Linked DNA regions of Sus scrofa: all the other regions are linked to region 2. The links are chromatin contacts, called in public HiChIP or PLAC-seq maps. All regions are on one chromosome and are shown on one strand. Each heading gives the region's core, a stretch centred on a gene start, on an enhancer-like site or on the middle of the called end of the contact. The rest is flanking DNA. Distances are from core to core; before and after follow the strand shown. Region 1 overlaps TMC1 (transmembrane channel-like protein 1). Region 2 holds the start of TMC1 (transmembrane channel-like protein 1). Region 3 overlaps TMC1 (transmembrane channel-like protein 1).

What was found. HiChIP or PLAC-seq counts read pairs in DNA pulled down with a chosen protein or histone mark.
Region 1: a contact with region 2 is called in an H3K27ac HiChIP or PLAC-seq map of alveolar macrophages. The contact joins the enhancer-like site here to the promoter of TMC1 in region 2. A contact is called at or near these places in 1 of 5 promoter capture datasets (liver), 7 of 47 Hi-C or Micro-C datasets (blood, embryonic fibroblasts, fibroblasts and 3 more) and 2 of 2 datasets of contacts at active chromatin or transcription factors (alveolar macrophages and skeletal muscle).
Region 3: an H3K27ac HiChIP or PLAC-seq map of skeletal muscle shows a contact between it and region 2. The contact joins the enhancer-like site here to the promoter of TMC1 in region 2. A contact is called at or near these places in 5 of 47 Hi-C or Micro-C datasets (adipocytes, alveolar macrophages, embryonic fibroblasts and 2 more) and 2 of 2 datasets of contacts at active chromatin or transcription factors (alveolar macrophages and skeletal muscle).

Annotation. Positions count from the first base shown.
Region 1 is chr1:225,891,174-225,895,270 of Sscrofa11.1, forward strand. The region is part of intron 2 of TMC1 (transmembrane channel-like protein 1); the gene reads left to right. Among named protein-coding and RNA genes, the nearest start is that of TMC1, 180 kb to the left of the region's middle. Within about 2 kb of position 1,833, at least 5 of the 83 cell types and tissues checked have an H3K27ac peak or open chromatin away from gene starts, as enhancers often do. A contact at or near this core is called in alveolar macrophages, where this site is marked.
Region 2 is chr1:225,712,984-225,717,068 of Sscrofa11.1, forward strand. TMC1 (transmembrane channel-like protein 1) reads left to right here and starts at 1,618. Exons shown (of 24, transcript XM_021064884.1): 1 at 1,618-1,756. It also overlaps a transcript of ZFAND5 not described here.
Region 3 is chr1:225,842,704-225,846,774 of Sscrofa11.1, forward strand. All of the region lies in intron 2 of TMC1 (transmembrane channel-like protein 1), which reads left to right. Among named protein-coding and RNA genes, the nearest start is that of TMC1, 130 kb to the left of the region's middle. Within about 2 kb of position 2,463, at least 32 of the 83 cell types and tissues checked have an H3K27ac peak or open chromatin away from gene starts, as enhancers often do. A contact at or near this core is called in alveolar macrophages, embryonic fibroblasts and skeletal muscle, where this site is marked.

The sequences.
Region 1 (4,097 bases), core at 583-3,082, 180 kb after region 2:
TAGGCCAGGAGAGCAAGTAGCATATGCAAAACTCTAAAGCAAGAGATAGCATGGGGACTGCAATAGATTGAAGACCAGTATGGTAGAAGACCAGAGGGTGTGTGGCAAATGTAGGGGCCAGAACACTTGCCTGTTTCATAGGTGTTAGGAATGTAGGCTTGATCCTGGCTGGTTTTAAGTAGGAAAATTGCAAGACCAGATTTGCATTTTAAAAAAAAAATCAGTTTGGCTAACAAGCAGAATTGAGTTAAGTGGTGATTCTCAGTCTTGACCTTCAAAGTGAAACTTTTAAACAGTGTCAGAGCCTGGGCCCCATCCTCAGAGATTTGGATTTTGTTGGTTTAGAGTATATTCCTGTAGATTATAATGGATGCCAGGGCTGAGGTTCACCCAGGATGGAGGCTTTATGGATGTGGGAAAGAACAATTGCGAAGCTTTTATAGTAGTCCTGATAAGAAATGATGGAACAGATTTTGAGACAGAGCAGGGACCCTGTGGTTATACAGCAGTGATTCTCAATCTATACTGGACTTCCAGTCCCTGGAAGATTTGTTAAAATGCAGATTTTTCTGGGCCTTTTAATTCCATAGGTCTGGGTTGGGACCTGAGAACATGCATTTCTGACCAGTTCTCTGGAGATGCTAATCATGCTAGTTTGGTGATCACTGATCTAGAGAAAAGCTGTCAGATTTGGTAGATAAAATGAACAGAATTTGATGGTAGATGGTCTGTGCAGCTAAGGATGAGGGGGACTGTAAGGACTCTTCAGTTTTCTGAATTTTGCAACTGAATGTGTGGGTTGTGCCATTTATTGATATCCAGGGAACAGCCACCCAGAAGGGACATGAATGCATGTATTTAAGGGTGTCTTTGAAACAACTAAGTGAATATATCAAGTAGGGACTTGGGAGAACTTGAGGGAAGGTGATTAGAGCTATAAATTTTAAAATTATTGTATAGATAATCACTGAAAGGACTTATCAGTGGGACCACTCAGCTTTGCAACATTTTTTTTTAACTCTTATCCTTAATTTCAAAGCTCTGACTTCTCTTTTTGTTAGCCTTTCCAAAGTGTCATAACCCTTCCAGCCTCAGTGCCTCCTTAAGTTCCATTCCTTCTGTTTGGAAGAATGCTTCCTCCCAGGCCTTCACATTTAGCTTCTTTTGCCCCTTTAGATCCCACCCCTCAGGCTTGGTCATTAGCAACCAGGAACCTTTGTTCTCTGATTTATAGCACAAATCAGAGTTGGTGGTTATGTGTTTATTTGTGTGATTATTTTCTAAAAGGTCATCTCTCCTGCTAGATTCCAAGAAAACACCACTGCATCCTGAGGGTTTCTCTCAATCTTATCACACTTCAGGAAATCCTCTGAGACAGTTGTTAAATGTCCAGCAGGTCTTTTACAGAGATGGTAGTTGTTAAAACAGATAATTTCTCAGGAACAGGGAGAAGCAGTTCTTTGTGAAGCAGTTGCTAGTGTTTTTTCAGTAATGAGATTAAGTTTTGTAGGACTCCTCCGGCTGGGTGAATCAGCAACAGCGGCATCTGGTGGAAGTTAAGTGATGCAACAACTATGACCTGTCTGGGCTTAAGGTTGTTTTAAACAAATGCTGCTTTGGGAGAAAAGACTCTCTCTCTCTTTTTTTTTTTTCCAACCCTTAAAAATATGAGTAATATTTGTTAAAGGGAAGATGAACTATCTTTTTGAGAGAGCTAGCTGGAATAATTGGATATTGAAAAGTGTTTGGTTTTCAAAGAGGAGAGGCACTGTAATTTAGAAGGGTTTATTCAAAGAACACTTATGGTAGGAAATAAGGAAGTTAGAGATCTCCACCCAGAACCAGCATCACAGAAAAACAGGAACAGGCGTATAGTTGGGTTTCTCAGATCTATTTGCATTTTGGAACTGACAGGTCAGCGAGGATATTGTTCATCTCTAGCCTGTTGTCTTGTAGCTTCCTTGGTGGCAGATGCAGGCCTCCATTACTTTCTCTGCTCTGTTACACTGCTATGGGCCTTCTTCCTGCAGAAGCATGGTGTTACTAAAATGATGATATCAGAGACTGCCCAATATGGTGGGGTGAAGGTATGAAATAATTTTTCTTTATTTCCAATTTTTTCTCAGAATGGGGAAGGCTTTTTAATTCTGCTATAGAAAATGAAAACTGAGGAGTTCCCGTCGTGGCACAGTGGTTAACGAATCCGACTAGGAACCTTGAGGTTGCAGGTTCGATCCCTGGCCTTGCTCAGTAGGTTAAGGATGTGGCATTACCGTGAGCTGTGGTGTAGGTTGCAGACATGGCTCAGATCCCACATTGCTGTGGCTCTGGCATAGGCTGGTGGCTGTAGCTCCGATTAGACCCCTAGCCTGGGAACCTCCATATGCCGCAGGAAGCGGCCCTAGAAAAGGCAAAAAAAAAAAGAAAATGAAAACTGTGACTGTAGCCCACAATTTATGAAATTGATTTCGCAATGTGTAGCTCTCCTCTACTTCTAATTCAACTACTCTTGCCACTATCAGCAGACCTACTGATGGACTTGAAGCCAAGTGGGTTGACTTCCCTGGATATGATATTCCTATGGGACAGAGCTTTTTGTATCCAGCTGCTTCACAGACAGTTGCCCAACATGCATCTTGTTTGCTCAGAGATCTTGTGCCCTCTCTTATTCCATTCACCTATCACCACTGTTGGGGAGTCATGTAATACAGAAGCTAATCACTGTACCAGTTAAGAATTTTTGATTCAAATCGCTTAAATTGTAAGGGAATTTATTTCTTATTTAACTGGTAAGTCTAGCAATGGAATGGCCTTCCAGTAGGAGATGATTCAGTGGTTCAATGATATCAAAAACTCTATTTATTTTTCCACTTTGCTATCTACAATGTTGGCTTCATCCTAAGATTGTCTTCCCTTGTTGTCATAGGTTTTGCATCAGTCAGGATCAGCTAGATTATGCTCTAGTAATGTTATGGACTGAATGCTTGTATACCCCCAAATCTTTCTGTTGAAGCCCCAGCGCCCAAATGAGATAGTATTAGGAGGTAGGGCCTTTGGAAGCAAACTAGAGAGTAGAGTCCCACGATGGAATTAGTGTCCTTATAAGAAGAGGAAGAAACACCAGCGTTTCCTCTCTCTGTCCTGAGAAGACATAGTGAGAAGGCAGCCATCTACAAGCCTGGAAGAGTGTTCTCACCAGACACCAAATCTGATCAACAAATACATTTTGTTGTTTAAATCACCCAGTCTATGGTATTTTGCTCTGGAAGCCTGAGCTGACTAATAATAGAACTCGGTACGGTGAAGTGGGGTGCTGTGGAAATGGCTTTGGTACTGGGTACTGGGTAGAAAATGGAAGAGTTTTGAAATGCATGCCAAAAAAGCCAAGATTACCATGAAGGGATTGTTCAAGGTAATTCTGGTGAGAACCCAGATAGGAAAGAGGAGTGCCCTGAAGAACGCTTCCTTTTTCATAAGGCATAATAAATGAATGTGAATAGAATGATAGAAATAGAGATGGTAAAAGCCATTCTGATGATGTCTCAGACGGAAATGAGGAACTTGTTATTGGACAATGGAGAATGGCAGTCCTTGTTGAAAAGTTGCAAAGAACTTGACTGAATTTTGTTCGCAGTCCAGTGTTTTGCAGAAGGTAGAAGCTGTTGAGTGATAAACTGGGTATTTAACTGAGGAGCTTTCTAAATAAAATAATGAAGGACTGGCTTGGTTTCCCTGACTGTTTATAGTAAAACACAAGAAGGGTGGAATGAGTCATAGAAGGAATTATTAAGTAAAAAAGAACCAGAATTTTAAAGATTTTGAAAACTCTCAGTGTATCTCTGTTGCAGAGAGCACCAAGGATGTGGTGGAATAGTCATTTGATAGGTTAGTATGATGTGAACCACGGATCTAATCAGCCACCGCAGAGGAAACTCTGCCAGTTTGAACTGAAGGGGATGGCTGTGGGACTTCTTAGATCCTATAGGACTGGACCACAATGCTGTGTGACTGAAAGTGTGCTATTCTTCAGGAAAAAGGAAGAATAACCCCAAGAAGGTGATTCAGAGATCATCAGGGCCGCTCGTCTTGATTCTCTT
Region 2 (4,085 bases), core at 368-2,867:
TTTGTCTTTCCTGGTCAGGCCGCCCACGCCGGGCGCCACCGCCGAAGACGGCCGGGGTGGACTTGAGGGAGGCCCGGAGCCCGAAACCCCGAGGCCGCACGCCAGGCATTGTTTCCACGGCCGTGCGAGTGCGACTGAACCGGAGGCAGGGAACCGGGTCTCCGGCCACGACGACACGATGACGCCTTCGTCTTTGTGCTTCCTGAACTGGCGGGCGGGCTCCCCTCCCCCGGACGCCGCCGGCCGCTAGGGTTTCGCCGGAGGCCTACGGCACCCCAGTCCTCCGCTCCCACCACCAGCCCGGGACGAACAGCCGGGAGCCCTGCCTCCCCTCCACACCACTCACCCTGCGGGGCCAGGAGCCGGGCTCGCGCGCGACACCGGCGCGGTGGGGCCGGTCCGAGCCCTCAGGGATAGGCGAGTCGGGTGCCTTGGAGCCGCAGCCGCGGGCCGGTCGGAGCCGCAGGAGGTTGCGCCGCCGCCGCCGCCGCCGCGGGGTCCTTCTTTGTTCCCGCAGCAGCAGTGAGCGTGGCCGGGACACGCCGGAGCTCGGGAAGTGGGAGGAGGGAAGCGGCGCGGGGCGGGGGGACAGAGGAGGCGGAGGGAGGACCGAAGGCCGCGGCGGCTAAGGCAGCTTTCGGCGCTCACCCGTCGTCGCCTCACGCCTCCACCAGCGGCGGGTTGGGCAGACTCCGAGGGCGAGCCGGGCGCGCGCAGCTAGGCCTGGGCGCCGCAAGGGCCCGCGGATGGCGCTCTCGGATGCTTCTTCTACCACCGAGGAAGCTGCGCTGTTCCCGGGAGCTACAAGCCCAAAACTGAGATGCAGACAGATCTGCGCTCCAGCTCACTGACGCGTTCTCTCCTGCCGGCGCTCCGGCTCTGAGGGAAAGAGGGAGGGAGGGGGCGGGGTCTGTGCGTCATCGAAAACCCCGACGGCGCCGGCGGCGCCGGGAGCGCGATGACGTCACGTGCCCGTCGCCGCGCCTCTCACTCCAGTCACCCGGTCGGGGAGGAGGGGCCGAGCTTGACCGCTCTGCAGTTGCGCGGAGCCGAGTCACTGGCCGGGCTGCCGGCCTCCGGGCGGAGCTGGTAGGAGTTAGACCGGTGGAGGACGCGTTTCTATTTTTAACCTGATTATCCGCCCTCAGCGTCTCGCCTTCTGATTTTCTCAGTCGAGCCTGCTTTTCGCCATCTCAGTTCTCACGCTTTGTCTCGACCCCTTGGCAGACATTTCCCTTTCCTCCTTACTCCCCCTTCCCCCACCCCTGGAGAAAGAGGTAGAAGGATTCGCCTCAGAAAATGAACTGCTCTATAGCCTCTGGGTCTCCTCGCCTCTTTATGACGCTTCCCCGTCCAGTTCCCTCCCACACCTTTTCGGTTCTAAAGTACAGCTTGAGCGTTGCCTTGTTGCTGTCGGGAAGGAGCAGGGCAGGCGGCGCTGGCTCTCTTGCACGCCCAAGGTCACGGGTGGTTGTGCAGAGTCAGGAAATGCTTGGCCTCACTGGCTGCCAGTCCTCCGCCCCGCGCGTCGGCGTTGTTGTTCTGAACAAACTGTTTTGGCCAGCCTGTAAAATCCCTGGAAATTGGCTATTCCAGCAAAGCGTCTCGAACTGGGAAAGCACCAAATGTTCTACTCAAGAAAAGAAGGGCCAAACAAGCTAGATCTGAGGGAGAGATCAAAAAGAAGGCGTTGCAGGAGGAAATTCAAGAGGGGGCAATTCAGAAATGAGGCACAGGCCCTGACTAGTTTGAAAGGGTGAGTTAACTAAAAACAGAACCTTTTCAAAGCAGCAACAAAAAAATCCCACGTGCAGCTGACCTCTCCAGGTGACTTTAGTTCAACTCAGAAGACCAAAATTAGTAACACAGAAAGGGACTTACGAAAATTTTGTAGTAAACAATGGCCTAATGAATAAATAGAAACGGTTTTTAGGCCTTCTGATAGCCACCATTAAAATGGAGAGGTAGGTCCCTTCCTTGTTTCCCAAACTTGCTGATCAGAAAAATCCACCTGGAGTAATTATTTACCTTTAAATAATCACCTAAGCTTCTCCCTTGGAAGTAGTTTTGGTTATCTGGGACTTTGAAGTTGAAGTAATGATCCAGGTGATTCTGATTTATAATTTTGTCTGGGAGAATGTTGTCCTGATGCACTTTGCCAACGTTTCCAAATCAGACCGCTTTCTGCCACAGTAAGCTGAATCCCTAGAATGTAACTGACCATTTTCTTTACAACTTGGAGTTATTGCTACAGGCAGTTAATGTGTTGAAGATGTAAGTAGTTTCGGATATTGGTCCCAGGAAATTTACTTTCTTGATGTAGACAAATTAGTAAAAGCAGAGCAGCTGCCATTTACAGGCCATTTTCAGGGCTAAGATTTTTCATTTAGGGTCTCGTTAATCCTCACAGCAGTTCACCGAGATAGGTACTATATAGCCATTTTCAAAGATAAGTGAATAATGATGAAAGAGGATAAGTGACTCTCTTGAGGCACTGAAGGACAGGGAAATAGTGGAGGTGATTCTTAGGACAAAAGTAACTTGGAAATTCTTCCCCCCACACACATCCATTTTAGTTGTTAAAAAGTGGAACAAGATAATTCTTGAAGAAGCATGATTGAAAGAAAAAAACCAACAAAGTAATAAAACAAGCTGGTTATTTAATAAGGTATTGCATAATATATATTATGTAGCACCTTCTCAGCCAATCATAATTTTCTCTGTAAGGTTGTTTCTAACAGGAATGTACTTGATATTGAGCCTATTTTTAGCAAGTTACTGTTGCAGCAACTACCCTAGTTGTTCTCAAAGTGTGGACCATACACCAGCAGCATCAGTATCACTTGGGCACTTGTTAGAAATACAAAATCTGGGAGTTCCTGTTGTGGCGCAGTGGAAATGAATCCAACTAGGAAGCATGAGGTTGCGGGTTCGACCCCTGGCCTCTATCAATGGGTTGGGGATCTGGTGTTACTGTGAGCTGTAGTATAGGTTGCAGATGAGGCTCCGAACCTATGTGGCTGTGGCTGTGGCATAGGGTGGCAGGACAGGGAAATATTGGATGTGTAGCTTGGATTAGACCCCTAGCCTGGGAACCTGCATATGCTGCAGGAGTGGCCCAAGAAATCAAAAAAAACCAAACAAACCAAAAAAAACTTTGTTGAAAGAAATTGATGAATTAATGTGTGTGTGTTTATAATGTGTACACTGCTTTGGATATCACCTTTTTGAGAAACTAGTTACTTTGGTCTCAAGAACTTTAAAAAATCTTTGTGACTGAACAAACTAGTTATCAATGTTAAGTACATATTTTGAATCTCAGTAGTTCGACCTCGGATTGGCTTTGAAACACCACTTTGGAGCTTGTCATAACTTGGGCTCATGGGTGGGGGTGGGCCAGAGAGATAGTCAAGAATGAGGTCAGTGATTTGGCAAAAGCTCCACAGCAACTGGAATTGTTTAAAGCTCTAGCAGTGGCAATTGGCACTAAGGCCCTAGCTGTCACAGAAAGCAGGTAGATGCCATGAGGGAGGTCAGAATTCAATTAGAAGACTGCTAAGAAAGAAATGAGTAGGGTGGGCCCTTGTCCTGGAGGAATGCAAGTTCTAGGCAGAGAGCCAAGGCAAGTTTGTTATGTTCATGTAATATTTTTTCATTTACAGTGTGTATTCAAATGCTCTAATTCCATACATTCTCACAACAGCCCATTGAAATGGTATTATCATCTCTCCTTTTGCAGAGGAGTTACCTGAGGCTCAGGGCAAACTCATGTGTTCTGTCCTATGTCATGCATCTAGTGAGAGTCAGAGCTGGGAATTTAGCCCTCTGTCCCTTGGTCTGGTGTTCTGCTGCCTCTCGAGAAGCATTTTTCCCTTTAATTTACATTATACTTACATTTTCCATTATAATATGAACCACCCTTGTATATCTTGTGTATCACACTCATCTCACCCAGAGTTGTGACCTTAATAGAAACTCTGATTAGGAGTTCCCGTCGTGGCGCAGTGGTTAATGAATCCGACTAGGAACCATGAGGTTGTGGGTTTGGTCCCTGCCCTTGCTCAGTGGGTTAACCATCCCGCGTT
Region 3 (4,071 bases), core at 1,213-3,712, 130 kb after region 2:
GGGTCATGTCACAAAGACTATGAGTGTAGAGGGAAATTAGGAAAGACTTAGGGCAGTAAATAAAGTGGAGTGGAATCTTGACTCCTAAGCAGCAGCTCTTGGGAGACATGAAGGAGGAGGGAGGAGGGAGGAGGGAGGTGAGAAGAAGAATGAGAAGTGATGGGGAATTACTTGGTCCTGGCTGAGAACAGGGAATGAGAAAATGCACAGAGGCCTGAACCAGCATGTTATGTTAGAGGACCAATAAGCCAGTAAGTGCAATGTTATTGAAGTGTAAAGTGTTGGGGGTGGGGGTGGGGGGAGGCGGATAGTCGGCTTTGGAGCCGCAAAGCTACAGAACACATTTTTCATAGCCCAAGGTCACTCTTCTATTACCCTTTACAGTGAGGTTGTCATCATTCATTTTTCTCTCATCACTGCTAGGGAGCCCATTAAATACTTGCCCTATACTTGGTCCAAACCAGTTAGTAGACTGTAGAATCTTTTATTTCTTTTCCTAGCAATGAAATCAGTTGAGCTTTTGCAGAATCTCAGGTATGTTTTTCCTCAGGTTTGGGACAGAAGCATTTTTAAAAATGCATAATACTTCAAAGCAGAGGAAAAAATAGCTTTGGCTATTTGTTCCTTTATTCAACTCGAAACTTTTCATAAAGGTGAAAAACAATTTTAAGGATAAATATCATCATTATTTTATTTGAGCTTTTCTGACTTCTTTGAACCTCGGGAAAACAGGATCAGTGTCTTTTTAATGTTTATCTTAGTATCTGATGTACAGAAGCTGCTCAACCAATGTTTATTGAATAAATATATTTACTTTTTTCTTTTTTTTTGGTCCTTTTTAGGGCTGCACTTGTGGCATATGGAAGTTCCCAGGCTAGGAGTCTGATTGGAGCTGCAGCTGCCAGCCTACAACACAGCCACAGCAATGCAGGATCTGAGCTGCATCTGTGACCTACACTACAGCTAATGCTGGATCCTTAATCCACTGAGTGAGGCCAGGGATCAAAGCTACATCCTCTTGGATACTAGTCAGGTTCTTAATCTGCTGAGCCATGACAGGAACTCCTACATTTATTTTTGTTTAATTTTTTTAATTGTCATTTCCCCAATACAGCTTTTTTTTTTTTTTTTTTTTTCCCGCTGTACAGCATGGTGACCTGGTTACACATACATGTATACATTCTTTTTTTTCACATTATCATGCTCCATCATAAGTGACTAGACATAGTTCCCAGTGCTACACAGGAGAATCTCATTGCTAATCCATTCTAAAAGCAATAGTTTGCATCTGTTAACCCTAAGCTCCCAGTCCATCCCATACCCTCCCCCTTGGCAACCACAAGTCTATTCTCCAAGTCCATGATTCTCTTTTTTGTGAAAAGGTTTTAATAATAGTAACAATATTTGGTCTGTTCAGGCTATATGCACTGTATATTGTAACAGAATACCATAAGCTGAATGGCTTAAAAACAGTAGAAATTTGTTTCTCATAGTTCTGGCGACTGAGAAGTCTAAGATAAAGGTGCTGGTAGATTTGGTATCTGGTGATATCCTGATTTCTAATTCATAGCTCCCTTTTTGCTGTTAACTTCACATGGCAGAAAGGGCAGGGAGTCTCAGAGCTCTCTTTTATAAGGTGCTAATCCCTTTCCTGATGATTCTGCTTTCATGACCTAAACACCTCTCGAGAGCCCCATCTCCTAATACCATCACATTATATGAATTTCAAGGGGACACAAACATTCAGTCTTTAGCACATTTCTGTAGAGCACAATACACTATAAACTTCCCAGGGATATGATCTCATTTCCTGACAACATTAACCCAATGAGATAAGTAATGGATTGTTTTTAACTGCATTACAAGTTGTATCTTATCCTTGACTCACTATTGTCCAAGCCATACTTTCCTACTCTACACTGAAATAAAACTTTTAACAGAAACATTTTCTGTATTGTATAACTGCTTATTCTTATGATAGATAGATGACAGAGAGGGTAGACATTATAGATAGATATTTTCAACTTTTCTAAGTCCTAGAGCCATAAAATAATATAGGAGGGAGGAGCCTTAAGAGTTGAACCTTTTGATTTCATAGGTGAAGAAACCAAGGCCACATAGTTACTTGGTATGCCATGATTCTGGATTGTGGAAGTTTCTTTGTACAGCGTGTCCTCTACTGAGAGAGATGTTTCCGAAGGTGGGCTTCAACGACATAAGAAACAGCACGTTAACAAAAAAAAAACCCAAACCCAAACAAACACACATATGCCTATTCTTTTATACCAGTATTGAATAATGCTATCCAGGTGTCCAAATATAATGACCTGTCTGTTTTCTCTTCTGTTTTCAGAAGAGAATGCAAGGGCCTGGAGAGGTTAAATTTTGCTCAGGTTTCTCTTAGCCAAGTCAACATCTGTTTGCTTCTTAACAATGAGTCATCTCTATTCCTTATAAGTAGGGCAGGAGGGCAGCTGGAATTTCCCAGCTGACTGCTTGGTCACTGCTTCCTGTCTCTGCTGCTCTTTATCCTTCATGGCACAATTTCATTGGCAAAAAAGTGGAACAGATACTACCTGGGGTAGTTGTCTCTATTGACTCAGATGCCTCAGGCTTGTGTTATTGTAAAATGAATGTCTGACTTTAACAATAGTGTGAATAATTTTATCTCTTCCCAAGCTTTATTGCTCAATATTCCACCCAGAAAGGAACCCCAACCACATTCAGCCTATCATAGTCCATCTGTGATTAACACATGCAGAGCTTGTCATTGTGATGAGGCTCAATGGATGGATCATCACTGCAAATGAGAAAAACACTGAGCTTTTGTGGCTGTGCTCTCTTTCTCTCTCTCTCACACACACACACACACACACACACACAAAAAAAAAAAAAAAAAAAAAAAAAAAACCAAAACAATCTTTAAAACCAAAGACTAAATAAATGTTGATGGCACCAAGAATCTTTCACTGGTCTTGCTTATTGCTAAAACTTGAAAGCTGCAGGCTCTTGTTTAGGTGGGCGTGAGAGTGTGTGTCCTCCTCTAGAAGGTGGCAACTTTGAGAAGAAAAGAGAGGGATCTTGTTGAAGAAACATCAAATTCCTATTGTACATAGCACATCTGGGGCACTCACTTTAGTACTTAAAATAACATACTCCTTTGCACAGCTTTTATTTTTGTATTTTTTGTGTACAGCTTGAATTATCCAATAGCCTTGCTTTGAGGGCTTTCATCATATCATATTGATCCTCTCACTGTCTAGGACAATGAGGAGCACAGAATAAATGCTCAACAGATACTATTTAAACTAAATTAACTCTATAAAGCCAAAGGTTTGGGATGCCACTTCTTCATGCAAGCCTTGTTCTTTAAGACTACCTGACAAATTAAAATTTATACAGTCACAGGGGGATTAAATTCTAACATCCATTCTTTTTATAATTGGTATTTTGACCCTATGAGCTTTCTTTCGCTCTCTGATTCTTAAAAACAAAGTAAAGTAAGACAAAACAAAAACAAAACTAAATTAAATAAAATCCCTCTGACTTAGAAAAGAGCCAAAAATAATAACCCTCTAGGCTAGGCCAGTAACTCTCTGTAACATCTGTGGGCTCAGGGCACAAGCCCAGATTGGAGGGAGAGAAGGGGAAGGCCCCACTTTTCTCCCCACTCCTGCTCTGTGTGAGAGGCTTGGAAAGCACAAGTGATCAACATACCATGAACCCCCAGGCCCACCAAGCAGATGCCCCATGGCAAATACTTGGTTCCAGAGTTGTACATACCATGCAGAGTGGTCCAACCATAAGAGTATAGACTGAAAGAAGAGGTCCATTCAGGCCTTTGAATTGGTCTCATTGTAATTTGAATGGAGAATCCAGGGTCTTTGGAACAGGGTCATGATCTGATTTTTTGGGGGGATACTTGTGTACCAAGTGAACATAGGCATGGTATTGGGCATGTTACCTTGACCCCTAGGACATTTCGCCCTATGAGGAGCACAGATAGAAAAGCAGGGTCCAGGACAGGATTCCCAGGTTCTCAGTATGGGTAGTACTTTTTAAAGATCACAC